Regions from separate parts of the Macaca mulatta genome. Here region 1 is linked to region 2. The links are chromatin contacts, called in public Hi-C maps. All regions are on one chromosome and are shown on one strand. Each heading gives the region's core, a stretch centred on a gene start, on an enhancer-like site or on the middle of the called end of the contact. The rest is flanking DNA. Distances are from core to core; before and after follow the strand shown.

Region 1 (4,084 bases), core at 1,443-3,942, 300 kb after region 2:
CATAATTTTCAGTTAATTTTTGACTGATGGAAATATCACTTTCATGTGGTCTGCTGTATCTGACTTCTCCTCATGTTTGGATTTCTGCTACTGAAAGTGCACTCCAGGGACCAGAGCTATAACCAAGTGCCAAGCCCCATTCCAATAATAAAATTAACCATTACGGCTCTTTAGGAATCTCCAAGATAGTCTTCAATTTTAAATTATCTCCTTTCCCTTCTATACCCCTATGCATGGTGAGGCCAGTATTTATGCCTGGCTTTCCCAGATAATTACTGGGTGGCTGCCAGCGCTAGTTGAGACAATGGTTTAGAAAAAGCCTCTTATTGATTTCAGAAAGTCTACACATACCACGGAAGAAATATTACTTGCTGTGGCCCTTACCTCCAGGACTTCATGGACCAATTGGCTACAGATTTAAAAACTTTGGGGAGACAGACTTAATGCTGATCCAATTTTCTTCGAGAGGGAAAGTCCGAGTCCAAATATCTGTTGTATCTGTTGTCGTGGTTACCTCCTTTTTTTGTGCCCTTCTCCAAAGTCAGTCTCCCTCCATTGTATTGTCCCCAGTTATGATGAAAGTTTCTCTACAGGTTAAAAATTACCACTCAATCTACAGCCTTTGGGACATAGAGGAAACTTCCGTGGCTTGTTAAATCACTATATTTCGGTATTTCACACAGTATATGCTGCTGATATTTAATCAGAAGAAACAACTTTTTTCTGAAACTAAATTGTTACTAAGGAAATTACAACTATTTGACAAGAACAAAACATAGTCTAAAGTTTGGAAAAAGTGCTAAGGGAAAATGGGGTAAACTTTGATGCAGTCACGAGGCCCTTTATACTCTTTTTGATTAAAATTTGCCTGGTAAATCACTTTCTGGAAATAAAATTTAATTCCTCAGTGCCACTCACACTCCTCAGGGTCAGGGCATTCAATAATAAATGCGATCTGGATAAAATGCATTCTTCAAATATAATTATTACTTTAAGTATCATATAATGATAATGATTATCTCGTCTTTAAAAGAGTCTTTTACTTTAAGAGATTCATACCAAAATATTTATAGATTAAATAATATGTCTTGTATTTGCTTCAAAATAATGCTTGTGTGAGTAGGAGGGAATACGTGGAAGTATAGCAAAAAGATTGAGTGGGAGATAATAATGTTTGAATCTGGGTGATGGCTACTTGAGTGTGTATTATACCACTCACTCTACTTTTGAATATGTTTGAAATTTTCCATCATAAAAAGCTCAAAAATAATATAATGGTCACCCTTAGAGTCAGTCAGTTCTCTGAACATTATTACTTTCCTGAAAGGCAAATCACTCAGAACTACGTGGCAACTGTACATTATACTCACTACTCACTTCTGGTCCCCTAGCTCTTCATTTAGCAAGCAGTGTTGGCAAAAAGTTTTAACTTTCCAAGTAAAAGCTTCAGGGAATTCAGTTTGACAGGATGAGTGTAGAGGAATTTATACGAAACTTGTATATGTTTCTGCAGAAGCCCTTCCTGCTGAATCAAGGGACCTATATATTCATATGGCAGAAACAAGGTGGGGCTCTAAAAAGAGCAGAGAGATTATGGACAGAACTTGGTTTTATTAGTCTCTATGAGCCCTGGAGTCAAAATATATGTCAAAAGATGTTTATAAGATTTACTCAATTAGAATTCTCTTGAAAATTCTATTAAGTACATTTTCAGTACTCTCTTTTTTTGCAAAATACCAGAGTTTCTGAGTTCAAGTACAATTTCACTCAGAAAAACAATAGTACTCCCAAATGTACTGATTGTTTTAGAGTTGGTCTTTGTTACATCACTGTTCACAGATATGTTATGCCAATTTTTCAACCAGCTCAGCAGCTACAAGATTAAATAATAAGGTAGAGACCATTATGGTACGTATAGGTATAATTTTAGTTATAGATGGAGAGATGGATACTGTTCATAAGTTGTTCAACTATTTATGGGAATTTTGGCATAATGTTATATATTCAGGCTGTGCTGGGTCAAATCTCAAGTCTTGACGTTCTCTCTTACAGCATAGCCTTGGGCAAGTTATGAAACCTTTCTGCATCTAGTTTTTCCCTAAGGTCTTTCATTGTGTGTAAATTAACTAAATTTATGTTCATAAAGGATCCAGAACAGAATTAGTTCTTGTGCTTATGAAGCTGATAGTAATAAATATGCTGTTAGACTTCAATCCTAGAATGTTAGAGCTTGAAGAAAAGACTATGATTGTGTAGTCTAATTCTCTTATTTTATAGTTGAAAAAGCTTGAAAAAAAAATGCCAATGTCCAGGTTCCACCACCAGAGAATTGGGCCTGGGGTAGGGTCCCCAGGCAAATCTAATGTTCTCAAAGGGAAGAAAACCATGACTTACAAGTTACAGGAAACTGTCCTACTGGAGGCTTTTCAGCTTCACTCTAGTATCTGGCATCTGGATAGGTCATTCTATGTGGGCTCTCAGCCCTTCTCCCAACATGTCTGTGCATCTGCTCCTTCTATGTTACAGCAGAATAATACAAACATATAATTAGTATGTTCATACCTAATATTTATAACTGTGAAAACCTCTGATTTTTCTTTCCCAGCTTAAAAATACTGGTGTGTTTTAACATGCCACTTGTGAAAAGGCCAGCATTGCAGGGGTAGAGGTGAAAGCAATTTGCATAACTTCTGGAGCTTAGAAAGGAGCCCGGACCAACCCAGTAATAGTGCTTTGGACAGTAACAATTTTCTGCCATCTAGTGGATAATTCGAAGAATAAACCATACCTTTCCTTTAAAAAAAAAAAAAAAAATCAGCATTTTCACAAAACTATGACTTCTAAGCATCCTGCCACTTTTTTTTTGTTGTTAGTAAAACAACTACTTTTCCACAAACAGTTCCTGGAATTTATCCTTTCATTGATTTTATTGATTGATTCTTTTAATGTAAAAAGATATTATGCCTCCTTTTAAAATGTTGCTAAAATGGTGGGGCACAGTGGCTCAAGCCTGTAATTCCAGCATTTTGGGAGGCCAAGGAAGATGGGTTGCTTGAGCCCAGGAGTTGGAGAAAAGATTGGTCAACATGGTGAAACCCCATCTCTACAAAAAACACAAAAATTAGCCAGCCATGGTGGCATGCACCTGTGGTCCTGGCTACTCAGGAGGCTGAGGTGGGAGAATCGCTTGAACCCGGGAGGCAGAGGTTGCAGTGAGCTGAGATAGCACCACTTCACTCCAGCCTGGGTGACGGAGCCAGATCCTGTCTCAAAAAAAAAAAAAAAAAAAAAAAAAAAGTTGCTAAAAAATGTGGACACACAAAATATAAACCCAGCATGCTCCATTTCTAAATGTTTGCCTACTTAAAGGCCTGTAATACAGATCAATGTGCTTATATTTGGCTGTTTCTAAAGTTTCTCCTTTCTAATTTTGGCGGTCGTAATGTCCAAGGTTAAGAGCCTGGGCCCTAAAGCCAAAGCTCTTACTTAAAACTCTGGCCTTCTTGTGATAACTGTGGTATCTTGGAGAACTTAACTTCTTTGTGCTCCAGTTTTCCTATCTGGTAATGATAGTATCTACTGCATAAGGCTACTGGAGGGATGAAATTCATGAGGTCCTTGGTGTTCAGTGTTATTAATGCTTTTATCATGATTGTTTACATGTGTATCAATGTTTACCAGTTTTGAGGAAGAAATTCAGAAGTGACTTGTCCTGTGACTCAATTCAATTTTAAAACTCAACATTTATTTAAGTTTATTTTATACTCAACATTATGGGAAATACAAAGCTGAATGAGACAGTGCCCTATTTTTGAATCAATAGTTTCAGATGACTATAGGATAATTAACTATATAATTCAAAGCAAATATAATGAATATGAGACAAGAATTGTCATAAACAAAATACATATGAGGGGAGTGAATATTTCCCCTTGGAAAGGTTGACTTATGAGTGATAAATGGCTAAATTTTAATAGGGAATTAATTGCATAAATGGCAATGATAGGGAGGGCTACCCAGGTAGGAGACTATTTTGAGCAAAAGAACAAAGTTGAAGAAAATGCAGTATTTATTTTGGGAGCAA
Region 2 (3,890 bases), core at 68-2,567:
TGTAAAAATGTTAAGTATAATTAAATAAAGGGCATTTAAATTAGAGTGGCTGAAGCCATCTTCCCTGCAGTGCTTTTGCTCTGATTAAGCATTATATTTAATGATTACATTTCCCTTTCTTCATTTTGGTTCTCTGATTCTTGTTTTATTATTATTTTTTTTTCTATTCGATTATCTTTACATCAATATTTTCTTACTTTAAACTGGTTAAAAACAACCACTCTACTTCATTTTGCTAAGCAGAGATCAGGACACTAAAAATAGATTTTGCAACCACAGTAAGAGAAATACTGTAACTTCGGAAATCCTACTACTTCCTTCCTGGTGGGTTTATTATAGATTAATAACAATATTTCTAAAGGGTCTTAAATAAAAGCAGCACTACAGTAACCTATTCAGGAAATGCAGAGAGACAGAGAGAAGGTGAAGGTAACACTCGTTTTTTGTTGTTTTTTTTTTTTTTTTTCTGATCTCTTATTGGCTGTTCCTTTCATTAAATTACACAGAGGCTTAAAAAGAATGAAGACAAGACAGAAGAGAAATAGGAGAGGGAATGACTCAGCATTTAGTAGAATGGAGAAGCAAATTAATAGCAAAAATAAGATAAGGGAAAGTATAACTAAAATCGATACCATTAGGTCAAATGAGAACGGGATGTAACAAATAATGGAAAAAGAGAACACAGTGGCTTGAAAATGCATCAGGTGGGGGCACAGGAAAATAAGAGGCATTTAAATTAGAGCGGCTGAGAACAAATATTCATCGACAATGAACATCCTTTCATTATTTTCCTTTTTAAAAAGCAGGAAAGGGCAACTTGAGAGCCCAGTTTGACCCTGGTGCAATAACTTCCATTTTTATCGGCTAGCTCTTTGGTGGCATTGCCCTGTGAAACAACTTCAAGGTCAATTTCCTTACGACTTTGGTTTTCAACTCTTCACTGACACTTTGGAATCACGTGTGAAGTCTTATCCAATGCTGGGCCTCACTCCACAAGAATTAAATCAGACAGTCTGGGGTAGGGCCCGGCACGGAACTTTGCAGAGATTCCTGGGTGACTCCCTCGGAGTTCCAGGGTTGACACCAACCGTGTGTCTGGGGACTCAAGTCCTGCCGCCTCCCACCGGAAGCAGTCCCGGTGGGAGCGGTCGCTCGCCCCGAAGGGAGGGGCTCCCTTTTAAATTCCCTGGGCAGAGAAGCGATGTGTGGCCTCCCGACCGCTAGTGGGCGACGGGCACGCATTTAAGCGCCCGCGGCCGTGCTTCCCCTCACATGTGCGCATCCTCCGGTCGTCCCGGAGGTTTTCTGAGCCGGTGTTCCCACGTGCGGCCTGAACCTGCGGACATAATGCTATGAGGAGATGGGGGCCCTAGTGATTCGCGGTATCAGAAATTTCAACGTAGAGAACCGAGCGGAAAGGGAAATCAGCAAGATAAAGCCCTCTCTCGCTCCCAGGCACCCCTCTACCAGCAACCTCCTGCAAGAGCAGATTAGTCGTGAGTGGTGCGAGGGCGTTTCGGGGCGCGGGGGCGCGGACTCCCGGGGCTGCCCACAGGTTGTGCCTGATGTGGGCCCGGAGGCCGGGGGACCGGCTTCAGTCTGCTCGGCCGAAGCCGCTCGTGGTGGCTGAGCGCTGGAAGGGGGAGCCGCTAGGCCGGTGACATTGAGACTGTCCTCCGCGCCCGCGGTGAGGTCGGCCGCCCCGCCTACTTCCGAGTCCCAGAGGCAGCGGCCTGTGCCCCCGCTAACGCGGGCCTCGCCGGCTCCTGTGAGGGACTTGATACCGGGCGTCAAAATCCGAGAGGGTCACAGAGCTTTCTCTAGGGGTCTTCACTGGACGATGGACGCCGAGCCTGACCTGGAATTTTGATGTCCATTTAAAGTATTTTCCAAACAGTCCAAATGATTATGTTTATTTTTTAAAAAAATTAAAGCGGCTAGGCCGGGCGCGGTGGCTCAAGCCTGTAATCCCAGCACCTTGGGAGACCGAGGCGGGCAGATGACCTGAGGTCAGGAGTTTGAGACCAGCCTGGCCAACATGGCAAAACCCCGTGTCTACAAAAAATACAAAAATTAACCGGGCCTGGTGGCGCGCGCCTGTAATCTCAGCTAGTCGGGAGGGTGAGGTGGGAGAATCTCTGGAACCCAGGAAGCGGAGGTTGCAGGGAGCCGAGATCACGCGACTGCACTCCAGCCTGGACGACAGAGCGAGACTCCGTCTCAAAAAAGAAAAGAAAAAAAAGAAAGGGTTTGTGTTAAGCGTTTAGGATATTACAGGAAATTTTCCTTGATTTTAATATTGTGACTTTTTTCCCCTTCCTTAGACTATCCAGAAATTAAGGGAGAGATTGCTCGTAAAGATGACAAGCTGCTGTCATTTCTAAAAGATGTGTATGTTGATTCCAAAGATCCTGTGTCTTCCTTGCAGGTAAATGTGTGTTTAGTTAAGTGAACACACAATTTACTTATTTTGGGGCTTCAGGAAAATGATTAAGTGTGGCAAGTAGTAAAAAGAGTGCTCTGCAAGTGTGTGTTGTGATCGGTCTACACGCCTTGGCAAAGTTTAAGCACAGTGGTCTAAGACAGTAAGACACTTATGCCTTGGTTCATTGGATATTTACCAGAATTCTAAAATAACTTGTTAAAGTATTGATACAGAGCAACTGTGTGAATTATTCATAGTATTTCAGAATTTGTCAGGCATTACTTCCAGTGGTTGTCATTTGAGTGACAAAAGCAGAGCTTTAATATTTTTTTCTCATTCTTATGTGGATTGAGGTATGATCTAATCTCAGAGACTCCAATAGTATAGTTGGGTTTTGTGGGGTGTTCTATTTGTTTTTTTAAGGATATATTCAGATAGGATATTTAAAATTAGGAGAAAGATCAAAGAATACATTGGGAATGGGAACTTATGTGTAAATCCATATACTGTATTATGTAAGTCCTGGGCACAAGTGCTTTGTATATAGTGATGAACAAAACTAGTCCTTGCTCTCACAGGGCTTATGATGCTGTGAAGGACACAGACATTGAACAGATGAGCAATGATGTGACCGTAATTATGGGAAAAGTATGGGCACTTTTGAGTATATTGGAGGGACCTCTTTGAAATTGGAGGATCACGGATGGTTTCTGAGGAAGTGATAGTTAAATGCTCAGACCTGAGGGATCAATTGGAGTTAACCAGATGAGCTTTTGGGGGCAGGAAGATTCTAGTTAGGGATAAAAGTTTGATTAAAGGACAAGGAAGTGCCAACAACTTCCAGATTTTTTTTTTTTTCACTCTAAAATATTCTAATACTGTCTCTCTGTCTCTGGATATTTGCACAGATACAATTATTAATATAATTTTCACTACAGAGGAGAAATAAAACGATTTGTAAATCGCTGTGCATAGTAATTGTAGGGTTCAGTTATCACCAAATGCTCACATTAAAAAGGTATAGGGTTAATGTCTGTGTTCTTTATGTTATTTTAAAATAGGTGTTGAGTAATACTCCCCAAGTATTCTTTCTCTCGTGTTACTTAATTATGCATCTGCAAATTCACTCTTGGGAACAAAAAAAAAGTAATGCTTTGTATGTAGAAGACTCAGTTATACATATAATGAATGCATAAAGAGATATGTATATAGTGATACTAAAATTTCATGGGGACATTAGGAAAAGTCTAAATAGATTCCTTAGGGAGAGTGATAATGAAAACTGGAATTGCCTTTTGTTTATGTTCTTTGTTCCTTTTTTTCCTTCTGGCAGTTCATAGTTGTGGTGCCTCTAGACATCGTTGATACTCTGCCTTTCATATGGCAAATTATTTATTTGTTGTCTCACTTTTTAACATATTTATTCAAAATTCTGTCAAATATTTCAGTCTTTTTGTCTTTTGTG

Evidence for each region. Hi-C and Micro-C count contacts between places; a contact is called where the count stands out from the background.
Region 1: a Hi-C map of fetal cortical plate shows a contact between it and region 2, with 3 times the contacts expected there. The contact joins the enhancer-like site here to the promoter of NDUFAF4 in region 2. A contact is called at or near these places in 2 of 14 Hi-C or Micro-C datasets (fetal cortex germinal zone and fetal cortical plate).

Annotation. Positions count from the first base shown.
Region 1 is chr4:89,264,814-89,268,897 of T2T-MMU8v2.0, forward strand. No RefSeq gene overlaps it. Among named protein-coding and RNA genes, the nearest start is that of FHL5, 63 kb to the right of the region's middle. Within about 2 kb of position 2,693, at least 1 of the 40 cell types and tissues checked has an H3K27ac peak or open chromatin away from gene starts, as enhancers often do. A contact at or near this core is called in fetal cortical plate, where this site is marked.
Region 2 is chr4:88,968,176-88,972,065 of T2T-MMU8v2.0, forward strand. NDUFAF4 (NADH:ubiquinone oxidoreductase complex assembly factor 4) reads left to right here and starts at 1,318. Exons shown (of 3, transcript NM_001260754.1): 1 at 1,318-1,496; 2 at 2,325-2,428. The coding sequence starts at 1,361.